Regions from separate parts of the Mus musculus genome. Here region 1 is linked to region 2. The links are chromatin contacts, called in public Hi-C maps. All regions are on one chromosome and are shown on one strand. Each heading gives the region's core, a stretch centred on a gene start, on an enhancer-like site or on the middle of the called end of the contact. The rest is flanking DNA. Distances are from core to core; before and after follow the strand shown.

The links. Hi-C and Micro-C count contacts between places; a contact is called where the count stands out from the background.
Region 1: a Hi-C map of myocytes shows a contact between it and region 2, with 2.7 times the contacts expected there. The contact joins two enhancer-like sites. A contact is called at or near these places in 1 of 15 datasets of contacts at CTCF or cohesin (CD8 T cells), 4 of 484 Hi-C or Micro-C datasets (bone marrow-derived macrophages, embryonic stem cells, myocytes and 1 more) and 7 of 115 datasets of contacts at active chromatin or transcription factors (CD8 T cells, astrocytes, embryonic stem cells and 4 more).

What each region holds. Positions count from the first base shown.
Region 1 is chr2:173,412,751-173,418,215 of GRCm38.p6, reverse strand. No RefSeq gene overlaps it. Among named protein-coding and RNA genes, the nearest start is that of Gm14642, 21 kb to the right of the region's middle. Within about 2 kb of position 4,080, at least 63 of the 459 cell types and tissues checked have an H3K27ac peak or open chromatin away from gene starts, as enhancers often do. A contact at or near this core is called in myocytes, where this site is marked.
Region 2 is chr2:173,305,122-173,310,824 of GRCm38.p6, reverse strand. No RefSeq gene overlaps it. Among named protein-coding and RNA genes, the nearest start is that of Gm36859, 16 kb to the right of the region's middle. Within about 2 kb of position 3,059, at least 147 of the 459 cell types and tissues checked have an H3K27ac peak or open chromatin away from gene starts, as enhancers often do. A contact at or near this core is called in myocytes, where this site is marked.

The DNA of each region.
Region 1 (5,465 bases), core at 2,831-5,330, 110 kb before region 2:
TGAACTCAGAAATCCGCCTGCCTCTGCCTCCCAAGTGCTGGGATTAAAGGCGTGCGCCACCACTGCCTGACTTTTATTGCTTTTTTAAAAAGAAAGAAATAACTGGATAGAAACATACCATAAGATCAATAGCTCTCACTGAAGCACAATGGTTTGCTGGTCATTAGGTAAAGGAGCCACATGTACATACATACGTACACCTGACGTCATATATAAGTCAATATACATTTTAATTCATTTATTTATTATTTCCCTTCCCTCTTCGCCTCTCAGCTCTCTCCCCAATCCCCCCTCCATCATCCACTTCTCCTCCTCCCTTTCTCCTCAGAAAAGGGGAGGCCTCCCATGGGTACCAACCAGCCCTGGCATATCAAGTTGTACTAAGACTAGGCACCTCCTCTCCTATTCAGGGTAGACGAGGCAGCCCAGTTAGGGGAAAGGGATGCAGAGGCAGGCGACAGAGCCAGAGACAGCCTTGCTCCTGCTGCCAGGAGCCCCACATGAAGACCAAGCTACACAACCGTTACAGATGTGCAGAGGGTCTAGGTCCGTCTCCGTGCATGCTCCCTGGCTGACAGTTCAGTCTCCGTGAGCCCCTGTGTACCCAGCTTAATAGTTTCTGTGGGGTCTCTTGTGGTGTCCTTGACCCTTCTGGCTCCTACCCTCCTTCCTCCATTCTTCCACAGGATTCCCCAAGCTCTGCCAATGTTTGGCTGTGGGTCTCTGCATCTGTTTCCATCAGCTGTTGGTAAAGCCTTTCTGATGACATCTATGCTAGGCTCTGTCTGCAAGCACAGCAGAGCATCATCATCATAAGCAGGGTCAGAGGTGGGCTTCCTCTCATGGCCTGGGTCTCAAGCTGGACCAGACTCAGGGTCAGAGGTGGGCTCCCTCCATTCATTTGCCTACAAATTTCATGATGCCATTGCTTTTAACAGCTTAGTACTACTCCATTGTGTAAATGAGGCACATTTTCTTTACCCACTCCCTGATAATATTTTATTTTTTTAAAATTTTGTGTGTGTGTGTGTGTGTGTGTGTGTGTGAATGCATGTCAGTGTGGGTGCCTGCAGTGACCAGAAGAGGGCACCAGATCCCTGCCTATGCTTACACCACAAGGGCCTGCAGCAGCCATGGAAACACACAGAGCCTCAGCAGAGGCCTTCCACCCCCCTCAGCCCTTCTAGGAAGCGTAGCTGTTGGTGTGTGTGATCTGTGCCACTCACAAGCTAACTTCAGCATTCAACACCATCACTAACTCTCAGTGTCTGTGAGTGGATTTAAGATATAAAGGAAATACCGGGTCGGGAACCTCAGTGGTGGTGCCCGGGACACCTGGGCTCTGTCTGTGGGAACCAGGTTCACACCAAATGATATCAACCTCCTGTCTGAGATATCCTCTGCAGGTGGGAGGCCAGGCTACTCTCTCCCCCCGCCCGCTGCCCTCAGCCAAAGCCCCTTATATTCCTTACCCTCTGGGCCACCACTAGGGACTTCCTGGCACTGGGGATAGTCACTGAGAGGCTTGGAGAGGCTGAGGGGCAGCCATGCCTTGTCAGCCAGCCAAGCCCCTCCATTTTTCTGATGGGTAGTCTGGAAAGCCGTGTGTTGTTATGTTGTGCGTTATGGGTGGACATAGCCTACCAGCTCCTTGGGAAAGACAGACTTCAGGGAACCAACCACCTGTTTCAAGTGGCAACTTCCCTTGAATCTCTGACTCGGGAGAGGTCCAGTTAGCTGGGAAATTGTCCATAGACTGGGCCAGGCCTTTGTAAGGCAGGAGTGTCTCCTTCTCCACCCTTCTCCCTTTCTCCTCCCCCTCCTCCTCTTCCTCCTCTTCCTCTTCTTCCTCCTCCTCCTCCTCCTTCTCCTCCTCCTCTTCCTCCTCCTGCTCCTCCTCCTCTCCCTCCTCCTCCTCCTCCTCTTCCTCCTCCTCCTCCTCCTGCTCCTCCTCCTCTCCCTCCTCCTCCTCCTCCTCCTCTTCCTCCTCCTCCTCTTCCTCCTCCTCCTCCTCCTCCTCTTCCTCCTCCTCCTCCTCCCCCTCCTCCTCCTCCTCCGACTCGGGTTTCAGGCCCACTCCAGCGGTAAGTCACCCAGAATTTCCTGAGGCTGTTGTTGCTTCAGATTAAGGGTTAGAGACACAGGGAGCTGTCATGGAAGCAGTCCACGGTGCTACAAAATGACTCCCGGTTTATTCTGTGCTTTGGAGGCAGCAGGGGCATTGCCCCAGCAGGGCTGTTGATGTTTGGCTCATGAAATTCTTATGCTTGCTCGTCACCAAAGCAGCAAGCAACTCTGAGCTCTGACCCACTTAAGAAACTGAAGCAGGCTGGGCGGCGGCGGCGGCGGCGGCGCATGCCTTTAATGCCAGCATTTGGGAAGCAGAGGCAGGTGGATCTCTGTGAGTTCGAGGCCAGCCTGGTCTATAGAGCAAGTTCCAGGACAGTCAGAGCTACACGGAGAAACCCTGACTCAGGAGAGTGGGGGCAGGGAGAAGAAGCATCAGAGTGGCTGGGATGGTCCCAGAGTCCCTGGTCCCTGGGTGAGGTGGCCCGAACCCTCTTACAGTTTGGAGGAAGTGACTCGTGTTTCCATGGTGAACTTTGTTAGTGTTTCTAAAGGAGTGGGGAGTGCATCCCCTCAGCAAGAGAGCTCAGAGGACTGGTACTTATGGGAAGAACTAAGTACTCCGAGCTGGTTCAGCAGAGCCACTTGGTGCGCTGGAAAGTTGTGCCCAGATGCATGGCTCCACGCTGAACAAAAGGAGGAAGAGAAAGACAGTTGAGCCCCAGCATCCATCTCCTTCTGCTTACTGACCTACAAAGCTGTAGACAAGCAACCTCACATGTGTCCACTGCCTCCACAAAATAGCTCACAGCCTCACCAGCCACGCCTTCCCCACCCCAAATCCTTCAGGCCCCTGAGTTGCTGCTTGCTGACTATTTGGTCTTAGCAGGGAGAGAAATGTAAGTAAGACCTGGGAAGCAGCTATGCTTTTGGCTACTGGGATGACCTGGAGAAACGGAGTCCCCTCTGGACCGCAGCTTCTTCACATTGGAAGCCAAGCATCAGATCAAAGACAGCGTTGGCTGACGCTTGACGATGGCTGCCCACCTCACTAGCTGGAAGGTTTACGGAGACACAGGAGCAATTTTAAAACTTTTAAATATCTTTTTTTCTATAGGGCCGCCTTCCATTTTTGGTTTCTGACCCCCAGCTGTAACTCAAGTGAGGGAGGGCTTTCTGTTTTGTTTGGTTGATTTTTGTGCTTCCCCCTTTCCTCCATCCTTTTGGGTGCTTTGAGTGGTTAAGGAAGCATCCTAAATAAATCATGGTGCCAGAAGATTCAGGTCCTGCGGGTGACCCTAGTGTAATTAGCTTTTGAGAAACAGTGGCTGCGTGTGTGAGATTTGATCCAAGGAGGACCCTGACATCTTAGTGTCAGGACTCCTGTCCAAGGCTTGGGCTTGGTGACTTTAGCATTAGCTCACACACTGTCTGGAGATATACCCTGAACATCTGTGAGCAGAGGTGAGCTGTGAGCCTCCAGTGACCAGGTCAGGAGACACAGCCTGAGCACCCAACGTGATCTCTCACAGCCCTTACAAATGACCCCGCTGCCTGTGCCACCTTGAGTCTCTCTCCTTTTAAAACTTGATATTTTATGAGAGACACCACACACCAACAGACTGGCTCTGTGCTGTGACTGTCAATCACACTGCCTGGCCCTGCCTCTGCCCACCCTGCTGAGTGCTTATTGTCCCTTGGAAAGCATTGCAATATACAATAAGGCATAGCTATTCTGTGTGGGCACCCTGGTCCCCTGGCCCCCTGGCCTGGTGGCTTCCTGAGGAACCACTCCCTCAAAGACCACTGTTTTGCATTCCTTCAACGCTGAGGAAGAAGGATGGCCACAGTCCATCTCGGGGGGTAGCTTCCTTTCTTCTCCCCACCTCCATGATCTTGGCTGCAGTTCCCAGCAGCCGCCTTCATGGCAGGAGGCCACTATGTTCCTACCCTGTCTAGACAGCCAGTGTGCCAGCCATTGCCGGGCTGACCCGGCTGTCTGTGCATGCACGTGTACATGGCTGTTAATTACCCCAGAATGTCTGCCCCAGCTGCCGCTGGAGAAATGTAGGTCATCCGGGTACAGCGGCGACCACGACTGGCAGCAGCGGCGTGCACCAGGGATCAGGGTCACCGTGGCCAGGGATCTGGCCTGCCCGGGGCCAAGGTGCCTGATCACAGGCATTTCAACCATGTCCCGTGGCTGTTTCTTGTGCATACTTCACAGTATTTTGCACATTTTCAGCCTGAGGCAAGTGGCTTTTCTGGAGCAAAGACTAGCACAGTGCGGCCTTGTGCATCTTAAATACAACCTTTCCTGTAGCCTTCTTCCACGGAGCTGGAGCCTTCTATGAAGCAATTTCCCTGGAAATGGTCAGTTCCCTGCTGCAGCCACCTTAGCAGGAAGCCCCGGATCACACAGCAGCCAACGCAATCTCCTCGTACACTCACGGGTGGGGAAGCCAAGGTTCAGAGATGCTGCACAGCTCCCCACAGTAACAAGTGCCTTACACCGGCCTCCTTGCCTGTGTGGTAAAATCTCTCTGTTAGTTCCCTGGTGTCTCATGCATGCTTGCTCCAAGTTTACAGATGGGAGAACTGAGGGCCTAAGGGGCCAATCACAAAGCAAAAATGATTCAAGCCAGGACTGTCTACGTGAGATGAGCTAAAATCTGCACAGCGGGGTCAGAGTCCAATGCTGGTTTGGATAAATCATTTGTGCTTAGAAAATAGGAACTAATAACTGAGGTTTGTTGTGGCTGCAGAGACCCCTCAGCAAGAAAGCGTGGCCAGGCCAAGAGGTGGCTCCAGGCAGTCTCTGAAAGCCAGGACTGCCGTTTCCAAGATACTGACCAGCATGCAGCCTCCCTCTGCCCACCTTGCCCCGAGTTAAAGAGAAAAAGATCAAGGGCCAGAGAAATAGTTCATCAGGTAGACAGGGTCGCTATGTGAGCCCTCGGGACCCATGTGAAGGAAGAGGGAAAAACCAGTCCTGACCCCCACATGTGCAGTATAGATGCCGGTACTCATATATCACATGCTGATGCTGACGACGACGGTGGCGGCGGCCATGATGATGATGATGGTGGTGATGATGAAGATGATGGTGATGATGATGATGGTGATGATTGTGATGAAGACTGGTGGTTGGTGACAATGACAATGATGACTATAATGACGACGACGACGATGATGATGATGATGACAATGATGACGATGACGAAACAATAAAAAGTTTTAAAACTCAGGTGGAGGCCATCACTCGGTAGGTAGATTGTTACCTAATGGGAAGCCCTTGGTGTGAGCCTCAATACCACATGAACTAGGGATAATGACACTTGCCTGCCATTCCAGTAGCTAAGAGATAAAAGGACCAGAAGTTTGAAGTCATGCTTGGC
Region 2 (5,703 bases), core at 1,810-4,309:
TGAGATTATAATATAATTATATCATTCCTCCTGTCCCTTTCCACCCTCCAATTCCTCCTATAGATCCTCCCTTTGTTCTCATTCTCTGTCAAATTCAAGGCATTTTTATCTGTAAATGTTGGTACACATGTGTGTGTGTGCATGTATGTGTACATGTGTATAAGTGTGCATGTGTGCGTTTGTGTGTGCATGTGTGCGTTTGTGTGTATGTGTGTTAGTGTATGCATGTGTGTGTATGTGTGTGAGTATGAGTGTATATGTGTATATGTGTGTCAGTATGTGTGTGTGTTTGAGTGTGCATGTGTGTATTTGAGTGTGTATATATATGTGTGTGTGTGTTAGTGTGTATGTGTGTCCATTTGAGTGTATATGTATTTGTGTACATGTGTGTAAGTATGTGTATATGTGTGTCTTAGTGTGTGTTAGTATGCGTGGATACGTTTGAGTGTGTGTGTGTGTGTATGCATGTGTGGAGGATAATGTGTGTGCGTGTATGTGTGTTTTGTAAATGATAATTACAACCTGCTCAGTCCATATACGGCTACTTGTATGTATGTTTTCGGAGCTGACTGTTTGGTACCGGAGACCCTGTTGGCGTGCCTTCTCTGAGGAAAGACTAGTTCTCCTCCTCTCAGCTTCCTTAGTTGCTTCTAGTCCTTGTGTGGGGCTGAGGAACCCTGGGCTTTCCCTGACCCACATGAACACGTCTAGTGGTGTTCTCCTTGTTCAGGTCATGTCTAGACAGCCATGTTGGTGAGACTTCAAGGGTTCAGCATCTGGCATTCCCAGGAGACACACTGCCTTGTTAGTGCTGGCAAACTCCCTGTTACTCGGGCTCTCGCGATCTTTTCACCCTCTTTTCTGCAAGTATCCCGGAGGCTTACATGCGGGAGTTCTGTTGTAGGTATATCCGCTGGGATTGGGCTCCACAGCTCTGTATTTTGATTGCTTGTGGGCTTCTGGAATGGTGTCTGTGTGTTGCAAAGAGAAGTTTTCCTTGATGAGGGGTGAGAGCTATGCGTCTAGGATACAATAAAGGTCACCTTGTCTTTTGAGACAGGCCTCTCACTGGCCTGCAGCTTGCCAAGAATGGTGGGCTAGCTACCCAGCAAGACCTCAGGATCCTCTTGCCCTGGCTCCTGAGTGCCGGGCTTACAGGTATGTACTGGAAGACCCAGCCTAGAATTCTTTTATTTATTTATTTATTTATTTATTTATTTATTTATTTATTTAAACAGGGTTTCTCTGTGCAGCTCTGGCTATCCTGGAACTCACTCTGTAGACCAGGCTGGCCTCGAACTCAGAAATCCACCTGCCTCTGCCTCCCAAGTGCTGGGATTACAGGCGTGCGCCACCACTGCCTGGCCTTAGAATTCTTTTTAAATGGACGGTAAAGACTGGCCAGACCACGAAGACCTTGGTTCACACTGGTTCCGCACTTGGTTCCACATGGTAAGCACATAAAACAGTCCAGCCATTTTGGAAGCAGCTGGTGGGTCCTGGAAGTGTAGCCGTGAGATTCGGTGGTTACATGGAGCATAACCATGGGTGTAAACACGTGGAGCCATGGAAAGTTACTGAATGGTGAACTTAAAAGTGATTGTTTACATTATACTAATGGCTCTGTGATTTCTAATAATCAGTAAGACTGGATCACTATCCTGGGAAATCAAAGGGAGGCTATCCCCTGGGTGAGGATGCCAACCTGCCTAAGATCATCTATCTCTACAGCATGGCCTCCAGCCTGTGGGGCTGCTGGGATGGGGACAGTGGGCCTAACAGGAAGTGAGTCCACTCAGGGGCCTGGCCTTGGGGATATTGGTTCACACTCTGAGTGCCACGACATCCCAGAGGCAAACCAATACAGCTGAGCAGCTGAGACTGGCCTCAATGAAAACTACCAACCACACAAACCTTTCCTGCTTTTAAAGTGTTTGCCTCAGGTGTTTCGTCACAGCAACATAACGCTGTCCAACACACCTGTTTCTTCTACGATTTATTGCTGGGTACTAACATCCAACAGCTATTTCATTCCGTAACAGTTCTACGGATCAGAAACCCGACACGGAGCAAGAATCTTCTGGAAAGTCATTCAATCACATACCTGGCTCCTGGGCTGGGTCACATGGACAGGGCCCAGCTGAGTCTGGGTGCCCAAACGCCTGCCCAGGAATAACTCCAGCTCCTGTTTCTTTTGGCACAGTGACCCCAGAGTGCCCAAGTGTCCAGGCAGAACCTCTTTGGCCACTTAAAGCCCACAATGCAGCTGGCCAGCCTCGCTCTTCCAGGCTTGTTCTTCCACATACTAAAGCTCTTGCCTTCCGTTTCCTCTTTTCTCTATAGTGGGACCTTTATTATCACGATGAACTTAGATTAATTAATATTTCCTGTCTTGTCCAGGGGCTGCTAAAGTGGGAGCTTAAAAAACAAAACGTATTGTTTTGTACATAAGACAAAAGAAGCTCAGAGAAGTTAAGCCTCTTGCCTGAGGTCACACAGCTGGGATGCACGGAGCTAGGATTTTAACCTACTGGTCTGGTTCCTCCTTCAGGTTCTGGTCCTCTTACTAGCTGCCTTTCTTTCCAGATAATCACTCACTCTGGGACCCCGAGGCTCTCAACCCCCCTTCTCCTTCCTCTTGCTCTCTGCCACCTCCTCCCTTCTTCTCTCCTCTCCCTGCCTTTCCTCCGGAGAGATCCTAGACTGGTCTTGAGGAAGGTCAGCTTCCTTTGAGCAGACAAAGCTTATTTCGCTGGCTCTGGTTTCTGGAGGAAGCCCTGCTCCCATAGCCTTTAAAATTTATTTATCTAATTAAAAGAAAAAATCTTTCAGCAGCCAACACGCTTGGAGAGTTCATATTTAACCAATAACCCATCAGGCGGGCTGCGGACTCCAGGAGCATCCCGCCTGGGCCCTGGGGGGTGGGGGTGGGGGGGCGGGGAGGGGGAGGGGGAGGCGGGGCAGCCAGAGCATGCATCCACCGCTGAGCTGTCTCTAGCCATGGGCACCCCAGGCAGTGGCAGCCTCCGCAGCCAGCTGCGTTTCCGGCCAGTGAACCTGCCGCTCAAAGTCTCTTTTTTAATTAAGTCTATCTCAGGCGGCCGGAGCACGTGGGCAAACTTCTGTCTACTTCACTGCGACGCCCAAGCATAGCCCCGTTCCCTTTCTAAGAATAGAATCGGGAGATGGAGGGGAGGAAGGAGGCTGGAATCTAAAAATGAATTTGAAGCCCAGAGCAAAACAACCCAGCCCCGAGAAGGGAGAATAAGCTGCATGCAAAAGCGTACACACATACACACACACACACACACACACACACACACACACACACACACACACACACACACTCACACACACACACACACACACACGGGGGGCGGGGGGGGGGATGCTGTCTGCTGCCATCCAGGCGGGACTGGCAGTCAGGTCTGGCACCCTGCCCAAGTGTCTGGCAGGCATGGGGTGGCGGGTGGCACTGTTCATGCCAGGAGCAGCAGCTGGGGATCCCGGGGGAGTCGGGACTGTCTTCTGGGCTGATTGGTTTCCCCAGACAACAGAGGTGAGTCATGGGGTTGTGGGCTGGGCTCAGGGGTGCCTGACAGCCCCAGATGGAGCTCAAAGTTCCAAGGACTCAGAAGCCTGAATGCGTCTTCTAAAAATGGGTTGAGGCTCGGACACTAGGAGATTCCACCCCACTGCGATCTGTAGAGGGAGAAGAATGGGCCGGCGCTGTTCAGGGACACTAGGAGCAATTGATGGCACTCTTAGCTGCTGATAGCATTTCAGCAATGAGGCTATGAAGTGCTTGTCCAGTCTCAAGAAGACATGGTTTTCTCCTCAGCACCTCACAAGAGCAGGCCTGTAACCCCAGAGGTGGGAGGTGGAGGCAAGAGGATTAGAGGCCCAAGGTCACATGCCTGTAACCCTAGCCCTCTGGAGGTGGAGGCAGGAGGATCAGAATTTTAAGGTAAATCCCCTGCTATATATCAACTTTGAGGCCAGTATTGGCTACAAGAAGTCCTCTTCAACCAAACATATACATACACATATGTACATGTGTATACACACACATACAACATTTCAAAAGCAATACTAATTAATCTCGAGGCTACTGTTTTCTGCAAGTTCACCCTGTGCTTGGCACTTCTTTTGAATATTTTGTCTCAGCCTCACAGTGTGTCATGTGTTCTTACCCTACTGTGAGGAAACTGAGCCCTAGGGTTGTGGCAGGCTCTAGTTCACACTCGGGCTGAGGTACACCAGGGTCTGGACCACTGGTACACTGGCTTCAAAGCCTGTGATGGCTCATCTTGGTTGTCAACTTGACCACATCTGGAATTAGCTGAACCCCAAGATGTTAAGCATGCCCGTGGGGGGCGCTTTTAAAATCAGATTATTTGAAGCAGGAAGACCTATTCCAATCTGGGTCACACCTTCTGGTGGCTGCGCACAGAAAAGGACACGGAAGACAGAAGCTTTGCTTTTTGTCCGGCTTGCCCCCCACTCTTTGCTAGCAAGACCATCGATCCTGTTGCTGCAGCCAACACTAAATCCAGTTTCTCCAGGATTCCAACTGAAGTCAAGCAACTCTTCAATAATTTTCCCGACTCCTCAACCAGGCTGCAACAGCTGAGACCCAACCTTGTGGACCAAACGGCTACAGGATTCTCAGTGTTTCTATTGAAAGACAGCCATGTTGGATACACAGGGCCCTTATCTTAGTCAATAAATTCTCTTTTATCGGTTCTATACAAAGCCTCACTCCTTGGCGCCATTGCCTGCACACTGGATAACAGACAGGCTGGTGTGAGCCCCTTGGGACACTCAGGTGTGGCACCAAGCCACTGCATGCCACATAGACAAAAAGTTTCTCTTCTTACTCTTCCCTACTGCCCAGAGAGCAGCTCTGGGTGTCAACTCCATTATCATCACTCCCAGAATCCTCCAGGAGTCCTGAGTCCAAGCCTGGCCTGCGTGGGCAGCACCACCCCACATTGTTCTGTGTCTCATTTTCCCAATGGCAGCTTTCCCTGTAATGAAATGATGAAGAGTTAGAAGTTTGCAAATACCGGTGGATATAGCCATGCCTCATCCACGATTTGCTTTGGAATAATCAGGAATGCTGGGTGAACAAGGTGCAGAGGAAGTGATGTCAAACCTTGAAGAGTTAATATATTCATATAATAAGCAGAGATTTGCCTTCTGCATGACATCATTACAATCCACACAGGTGTGTCCCATTCTCCATACTTTATATTATATGTTTTGCAGTTACCCTAGGGGTGCTGTGGGTAGAACCCAGTCGCTTTCATATATCTGCTAGGCAAGCACTCTATGACTGGTTTGAACCCTAGCACTCCCAAAACTTCTTCTAGTGCAACACAAAAACGTTTTTAGATTGTCATAAAGCAAAAGTTTGTCAGGGGACAGTGGCTGTGACATCGTGTGTAAAATGCAGCTGACAGGTTGGGGCATGACCTAGGCTAGCAGAGGAATCAAGTCAGGACCCTGCCTGTTCCTCCTCAGCACAGCGTGGGACCCTGGTCTGTCTGCTGTGATCCCTGCGGGACTTCTAGGGCAGGGCAGGAAAGGAAGCACACGCCCTTGTCTTCTTTCGGGGATTTCAAAGAGCAGTCCGGCCCACATGCTTCCTACCTCAAATTCCAAACGCGTGAGGAAAAGCAGGCTTAGAGCCGACATCCT